3 separate regions of the Gossypium hirsutum genome follow, and all the other regions are linked to region 1. A link is a contact called in public Hi-C data. All regions are on one chromosome and are shown on one strand. The core of a region is the stretch at or near the end of the contact, and the rest is flanking DNA. Distances in the headings are between cores, read along the strand shown. Region 1 holds the start of LOC121219605 (ARM REPEAT PROTEIN INTERACTING WITH ABF2). Region 2 holds the start of LOC107886539 (protein DETOXIFICATION 29). Region 3 holds the start of LOC107886549 (AP-1 complex subunit mu-2).

Region 1 (2,670 bases), core at 98-2,597:
GAACTTGAGCTTCTTATTGATCGAGCTTGGGTTAGCTCAATGACGCCCCAATCACTAATAACTAGAAAAAACTATAATACTAAATATATACTCATTTGTAAGATATTGTTCGTATTAATTCATTGAGCTTTATAATTTGTTTTACAAATTGAATAGGATGTGAACGCATAATTGATAAGAAATTGATAGATTTTAATAGAAATTTTATGAAGGTTTTTATATTAAGACTTAGATTACATTTTCTTTCTCTATTAAAAAATAGGTAAATTAGTCTATATACATTATATTAAAAAGTAAACTAATCCTTTTGTTATAAATTCTATTCATTTTTACTGTTAAAAATTAGTTCTTATACATTAGCATAAGATAAATGTGACATGTCACATGTCATTGTCAAGTTATTTCGTCAGTTATTCTAATTTTTAATAACACAAATAAATGATTTTTTTAACAAAAAGAATAAATTTATCTAATTTTTAAATAAAAAAAAACCAAAATACAATCTAACTTTAACTACAAACAACTCCATACTACTTTATGCACCATGAATGCATGTGAGGAAATGTATACAGAGTAGTGATACGAAGCTGAAAGAAAATGACATGACAACGAACTCTATCCAAGACATTATAATTGCTAAGCCTTTGAATTGATATGTTCAAAAGGGAGTTCAGGAGTGAGCAATATTATTTTCATCAAAGATCAAATAATTGAGTAAGCATCAACATTTCTATTTTACTGTTAAAGGATCATAATGTAGTTTGAACCTCTGAATAATAATAATGATAGTTCTTGTCTGAGTACATTGGCGGTCGTAAAAATTATCACTCCATTTTTTCCCTTAAAAATGCTGTTGGAATTATTTTATTAATTGCAGAAGATTGCTCAATAGATTTCATCATCAAATAATTTGATGGGGTGTTGGGGTGCTTAGACAAGGAATGTCTGAGTCAATTGTTAGAAGACTAATTAATAAAATAGTAGATGCCATCTATCTTAAATGTATTGGGAAGAAAAGTAATTAAACACAGAAAATAGAACACAAATTGCGTGGTCAACAATTCAGAAGTAAGTCTTCTTCGAAAATTTCATCACTCTGTTTATCTTTTCTATAACATCATCGGGTCAACCGCTAAGGGTTTTTTTCTTTCTTTCCAGTCTCATAATTCTTTTATATAATTACAGGATATGTTTTTGTCTATATGGGATAAAAAATCTTACAGTTGTATTAATTATCAGAATGTGTTGAGTTGCAGTATGAATTAAGATGGTGCGAAAGTAATTGGAAAATTAAAGTAATATAAAATGAGGTAAATTAAAAATAGATGGAAAAGTATGCTTTGACCGGAAACCAGTAAAAGAAAATGAAAAGGAAAGAAGGAATAATTTTCAACTGATCTTCGGAGCAAGTGCTTTTCACCTTCCTATTACGAAATGTAAGAAGCTTAATCAATTGACTCCTCCTCATCTTCTTTTGGTGCATTTTAATTTGTTATTATTATCATTTACTACTATCGTTGTTTTTTCCATTCACGCGCTGCGTGGAAAGTGGGATACCAATAATGGTGTAAAAAAAAAACACAGCACAATTCCCTAGAAGAGCAGAGGACTTCCTAAAAGAAACGTCAGTAGCAGCTAGCTAAGCTGATTGATTTTCTACTTCTTGACTCGCCCTGGACTCACCTAACGTATTAACTTATTGAGTTGATGATGGGATCGGCGGAGGAGAAAAGAATCGAGGATGAGCTGTCGTATCCGATTATGCTAGCTGAGCGAGTTCGGGCGGCGGCGGACGAGGCGGAGTCGTTTAAAGTTGATTGTGGGGAGGTGGGGAAGCTAGTAGATCGGCTTTCCCAAATGCTTCGAACCCTGGTCCGCTCCACCACCTCGGTTCAATGCCTCTACGAACGCCCGATTCGCCGGGTAGTCTCCGAAGTCTCCAAGAATCTAGAGCGAGCCCTCACCTTAGTCCGAAAGTGCAAGAGGCAGAGCATCTTGCGTCGAGTCGTGAGGATCACGAGTGCCACCGATTTCCGCAAAGTGTTGAACCTTCTGGACGCTTCCATCGGCGACATGAAGTGGCTCATGGGAGTCCTCGACACCGAGAACAACGGGACTGCCAGCGGAATCTTCCTTTCCCTTCCCCCGATCGCCAGCAACGACCCGATTATTTCCTGGGTTTGGTCTTACATCGCCACCGTCCAAATGGGCCAATTAACCGATCGAATTGAAGCCGCTAATAACCTCGCTTCTCTCGCTCGAGACAACGACCGAAACAAAAAGATAACCGTCGAAGAAGGCGGCATCCCTCCTTTGTTAAAGCTTCTCAAAGAAAGCTGCTCAGCGGATGCCCAAATCGCAGCGGCTAATGCGCTTCTTGTTTTAGCAAACGAGCAGGAAAGAGTTAGGAGTATTGTCGATGAAATGGGGGTTCCAATTGTGGTTCAAGTGTTGGGAGATTCCCTTATGAAGGTTCAAATTCCGGTAGCAAAACTAGTGGTGAGAATGGCGGAGCATGACCCTGTGGCTCAAGAGGATTTCGCCAGAGAGAATGTGATTAGGCCGTTGGTCACTTTGTTATCGTTCGAGACTTTTGTGGAAGATTCTAAGACACAGTTGGGTAAGCAAAGTATTCATTCTATAGTTCAGATCAATAAAGAAATGGAGAAA
Region 2 (2,670 bases), core at 107-2,606, 420 kb before region 1:
TAATGATAATAAATTGGATTTAAACATGCAACACATGGGGCTTCTGTTTTTGTTTTTGCTTGAAACAAAAAAAAAGCTCCATTTCTAAAGTAACTTTTTTACTTCCCTGTTTTTATTTAATTTGGATTTAAACAAAGAAGCCCAAGTGTTAGGTTGGACTTACCAGAGCATTATAGCTGAAGCAAAAGACAATCTGACAAATCCCCAGAGATGTTGAAATGCCTTCCAAGAGAAGCCGGTCCAAGCCTGACCACAAGTACCGCTAATTATGTACAAAAACTGAGCCACGTCTATGGCAATCCACGACCCGTTCAACACAATGGCTGCACCAACTAAGCCCCAACCCAGCTTTAGCATCAACAGCCAACTAAACAAACAGTGCAGAACTAACGCCACCCCGGATATCATCGCCATCGCCATCATCTTGCTTTGTGCCTGTAAGAACTTCGCCATCGGGAAGTTAAACGCGTAAGCAAACAGTTGCGGTATCATCCATATTGCGAATATTCCAGCGGCCTCCGCTATGCTTTCCGTTTGGCCTATTACCGTCAAAAGTTGGACCGCGAATATGTATAACAAGCTTAACATCAAAGCCGTTGCGGTGAGGATGACACATGATCTTTGCATGTATACCCCTAGCATATCAAGTTGCCCTGCTCCATATGCTTGGCCGCATAAAGTTTCAAGTGCACTTCCCATCCCAAGCTATTCAAGTTTTAATATCAAGAATTGTAATTAGTGTTATTTTTAACTAAGCCAGAGACCCAAATGAAAACGGAAATCTAATTTACAGATTTACCATGATGCCGAAGCAGAAACCGGCAATGACCGAATTCTCCACGGAGACGGCAGCGAGGGCCAGAGTGCCAACTTGGCCGGAAAATACTTGAGTGATAGCGCCGAGGGAGTATTGACAGACGCTGGTGAAGATGGCGGGGCCAGCCAGGAACCACAGCTTCTTGGACTCAATCAGGTATTCTCTGAAGAAGTCACGGACGCTGTTGATTGGTGGGATGTCATCGGTGCCGGCGGTGAAGGTGATGTTTGATGGTCTAGAAAGTAACTGTTCATCCCCGCCAACTAGCCGAGAGGAAAGAAGCGGTTGCTCAGCTCCCTCCATTGCCACGGGAGACGTAAAGAGCTGGAATACAATATATAATATCAAGTCAACCGGCCAAGGTATATATATATACAGACAATATTTCAGAAGGCGGTTTTGGGTAGAGATTGCATTTATTATAATATTTTCCACGCTGATCCAAAATTAATTAAAGAAATTTAATGCATTTTAATAGTAAAACATTTTAGTTTAAATCTAAAACCCATATAAAATAAAGATCCATTTTGAAATTTTGCTTTTCTTATGTTTGGGCGTTTACATAAATCTTATATTTGTTTTTTCCAATTATTTTAATTTAAATTCAATACATGTGACTTTTATTTTAATTTATCCATTTGATTTTAATTATAATTATTTAAATATTTTATATATATAGTTGTAATTGTAATTAACTTGTACTCTGTTAAAATCTTAAACTTAATCATATGATTTTTAGTTTAATTCAATTCTACTTTTTTCTTTTTATTATTATTAAATCGAGTAGCAGTAGCAGTCACATTAATTAAAAGATCACGCTGGTCTCATGGTCATTCATGCATGCCCTCGCATAAACTCAAGCAACGCTCGACTTGGAAGCCACAATTGTATCATGTGGATTGTTAAGATTTCATAGATCTGTATATTTGTTTTTCTTATTTAGTATTATATATTTATATAAATTAAAATATTAATTTATCTTATATATTTATATACTCATGTGTTTAAATCTTATTACTATAAACTCAATTAAAAAAATTACAAAAAATATCACCCACACTAAACCAAAACTCTATTTTAAGCTAAGATGGACCGCAAATATGTATAACAAGCTTAACATCAAAACTCAATTAAATTTACCACTAAATCAAAACTCTATTTTAATCTTTTTATATATGTTTTAGTTTTATCATCCATCATCAATTGTATATATATTAATATTGTTGTTGATTGAATTTGTGTCACAAATTAACTCGACAACAATTTAAGATTGATATATTTATTTAATGCTCTAAATTTGATGTATTCATAATGTTGGTGATTAAGTTGGCATCACAAATTAACTTGCCACCAACTTAGGATTTATGTTGTTATTTAGCTTAATCTAATTTAAATTTCGTTTTATTTACAATTTAATCAAGTTTTTTTATTTATTTTAATATAATATATATTTAATATGTTATTATTAATTAGTTTCAAACTATATATTTTATTAATTATTGTATGTTATTTTTAAACATATATCTACTATGATAAAATTTCTAGTAATATTATATGCCAACTTTTGTTCGATATTATACTATTGAAAAAGAATCTAACTTATCTGTGTTGTTCCAATAGGGTCGGAAGCGTGTAAATTATTGTACTAAAAAATCACACAAAGTTCAATTCCCAGGGAAGAGAGGTGGATCACATGGATCTCTTAAATACCAAGTCTTTCCTTAGACAGAATATCCCTTCTATAGTAATTTAATAGCACAATTAAATACTACTATTATACCCTCAAATATTGAAAGAAAAATAGGACAAGAAAGAACACAAGAGATTTAACGAGGTTCGGTAAATTATACCTA
Region 3 (2,670 bases), core at 104-2,603, 300 kb after region 1:
AATAAAAATATAAGATAAAATACAACATAATTTAATACATTAATTATTCGTATATTAAGATTTAATTTATATGAATAACTAACACTTAAACGGCATATAAATGTAATATAGTAAAAAGGAAAAAAAATTACTTACAGATAAAGTTAAGGGTGAGCAAAACTCAATTTAATTAGGAAAAATAAAAATAAAATTTAAATTTCGAATTAATCGAATCGAGTTATTCGAATTATTTGAGTCTACTCGAATAACTCGATTCGAGTTTTGAGTTTGAGTCGAGTTGAACCTCACAATTTGAATAACTCGAATAATTCGAATAACAAATTGATGCAGATACCCTTTTGGTCTCTGTCAACTTTGAAAATAAGTAAATTAGTCTTTCTCTCAACAAAAATTACAAAATAATTCAAAATCATTTTTAAAATTAAAATATTAATAAAAATTATAAAAATATAAGAATTTTAAAATTTTAAAAATTTCTAAAATAAAAATTTTGGACCCAATTAATAATTCAAATTTATCATACTCAAGTATTTTTTTTTTGCTTTGAATTTTTTTAAATATATATAGTTTCAAATTTATGTGTTCTAACATAAAATTAATTATATTGTAATAATATTTTTATTTAACATATTTAATTTTTTTAATTTACCTCGAATAATTTCACTTGATTCGACTTGACTCAAATTTCATTTCACTTGACTTAATTCTAAAAAAAATTCAAATTGAGTTAAGATGATAAAACTGGACTCGTGAACTTGATTAACTCAAAAAATTTTCACTCGATTTGATCGAACACTCACCCCTAGAGAAGGCAATTGAGCTGCGGACGGATTCTTGTAATTGCTTTTAGTCGACCTTTGGGGGTTTGATGCTTCATCCAACCTCTTGATAAGATGTTGACAATCTTACATGATGATTTGAGTGGTTTAAGGATACCACAGTTAGTAGAGATATAGGCAGGGGCGTAGCTAAGGGGATTGATAAGAGTCCTGACCTGACCCTCCTAAAATGAAATTTTTTTTATTTAGGATTTTTAAAATTTTAAATTAATAAAAGTAAAATTGTACTTTAGAGGATAAAAAATTGATTTAATCCTTTAAAAATTATAAAGATATAAATTATTAAAATGGTAAAATTATACTTTTATTATCATAAAAATTTAATTTAATTTCGGCTCTCTAAAAGTTTTTCTTAGCTTTGCCTTGAATGTAGAACACTTTTAGATGAAACGTGCATTTATTTATCATTAGTATAAAAATAACAGTAATAATTAAATTAAAAAGAAAGCGAAACACGTCCCATTGGTGGTAAATTATATATAAATTAGATTGTCAAATAAAGTAGGAAATGTCAAAAACAACTCACAACATTGGCGCGTGAGTTTCAAACGAAATAAAGCGGCGTCGTTCTAAAAACATTTGGCACCGGGAAAAGAAAACAGGTATGGGAAGATGAAAGTTGAAGCCTTCCATTTAAAATCTGAAATAGAAAGAAAAGTAAATTAGTGTGTATGGAGAGGGCAGATCGTAACGAACATTAAAAAAATATGGTTCAGCTTCAACAAGCTCGCTCAACTTCGCACTTCTTTCATTTAGATCTTTCTTCTCGCTTCTGATTCAAATCAGATCTTAAGGAAACCGTGAACCGCACCGATCTGATTTGCAAAATTGCTAGGGATTTCGTCGGGCAGAAAATATAAACAAAAGAAGAAATGGCGGGGGCAGCATCTGCACTATTTCTTCTAGATATAAAGGGCCGTGTTCTGGTGTGGCGTGACTACCGTGGCGACGTCTCCGCTGCTCAAGCTGAACGCTTCTTCACCAAACTCATCGAAAAAGAGGTTTTTTTTTTTCTTTCGTCAATTTCAGATTTCGATTTGATTTTTTTTTCCGTTTAGAATAAATATATTTCTTCTCTTTGTTGCTTTAATTTTTTTTTAAAAAAATTTGAATTAAGCTTAACTACACTTCGAATCAGTTTTTAAATTGATGGTGCTCAAAGTGGTTAGCGTAATATTGAATTCGGAGGACCTTTGGATTTGGTACGCAGGGAGATCCGCAGTCGCAAGATCCAGTGGTGTATGATAATGGAGTTACGTACATGTTTATACAACACAGCAACGTGTACTTGATGACTGCAACAAGGCAGAATTGCAATGCTGCCAGTCTTCTTTTCTTCCTTCACCGTGTAGTTGATGTAAGCCAATTCGGTAATTTTAGTTTTATGCCTTCTTTATTTTCAAATTTTCAATTGCATTAAATTTTTTTCTAAACATTTTTTTAATGTAGTACTAATATGTGATCTCGATTCTCTATATTGATCTGAATTAATAATTCAGGTTTTTAAGCATTATTTCGAGGAATTAGAAGAGGAATCGCTTAGGGATAACTTTGTTGTAGTGGTATGAGGAGATCAAACTTCCTTTTTTTTTTTTTAAGGATAACTAGTTCCAGCTTTGTTTGTTGGACGATATTGGTTTATAATCTTAGTAGAAGAGTTTATAATTGGCTCTTTTTTTATGCATTTTCCAGTATGAGTTACTTGATGAGATTATGGATTTTGGCTACCCCCAATACACTGAAGCAAAAATACTTAGTGAGTTTATCAAGACTGATGCTTATAGGATGGAGGTTACACAGAGACCTCCAATGGCTGTTACAAATGCAGTCT

Evidence for each region. Hi-C and Micro-C count contacts between places; a contact is called where the count stands out from the background.
Region 2: a contact with region 1 is called in a Hi-C map of leaf, with 2.1 times the contacts expected there. The contact joins the promoter of LOC107886539 here to the promoter of LOC121219605 in region 1. A contact is called at or near these places in 7 of 34 Hi-C or Micro-C datasets (callus, leaf and seedling).
Region 3: a Hi-C map of leaf shows a contact between it and region 1, with 1.7 times the contacts expected there. The contact joins the promoter of LOC107886549 here to the promoter of LOC121219605 in region 1. A contact is called at or near these places in 2 of 34 Hi-C or Micro-C datasets (both in leaf).

The regions. Positions count from the first base shown.
Region 1 is chrA03:97,817,203-97,819,872 of Gossypium_hirsutum_v2.1, forward strand. LOC121219605 (ARM REPEAT PROTEIN INTERACTING WITH ABF2) reads left to right here and starts at 1,348. Exons shown (of 1, transcript XM_041098072.1): 1 at 1,348-2,670. The coding sequence starts at 1,708.
Region 2 is chrA03:97,397,571-97,400,240 of Gossypium_hirsutum_v2.1, forward strand. It overlaps LOC107886539 (protein DETOXIFICATION 29), which reads right to left and starts at 1,357. Exons shown (of 8, transcript XM_041109192.1): 1 at 800-1,357; 2 at 164-705. The coding sequence starts at 1,120.
Region 3 is chrA03:98,116,695-98,119,364 of Gossypium_hirsutum_v2.1, forward strand. It overlaps LOC107886549 (AP-1 complex subunit mu-2), which reads left to right and starts at 1,354. Exons shown (of 11, transcript XM_016810544.2): 1 at 1,354-1,840; 2 at 2,050-2,196; 3 at 2,339-2,401; 4 at 2,532-2,670. The coding sequence starts at 1,712.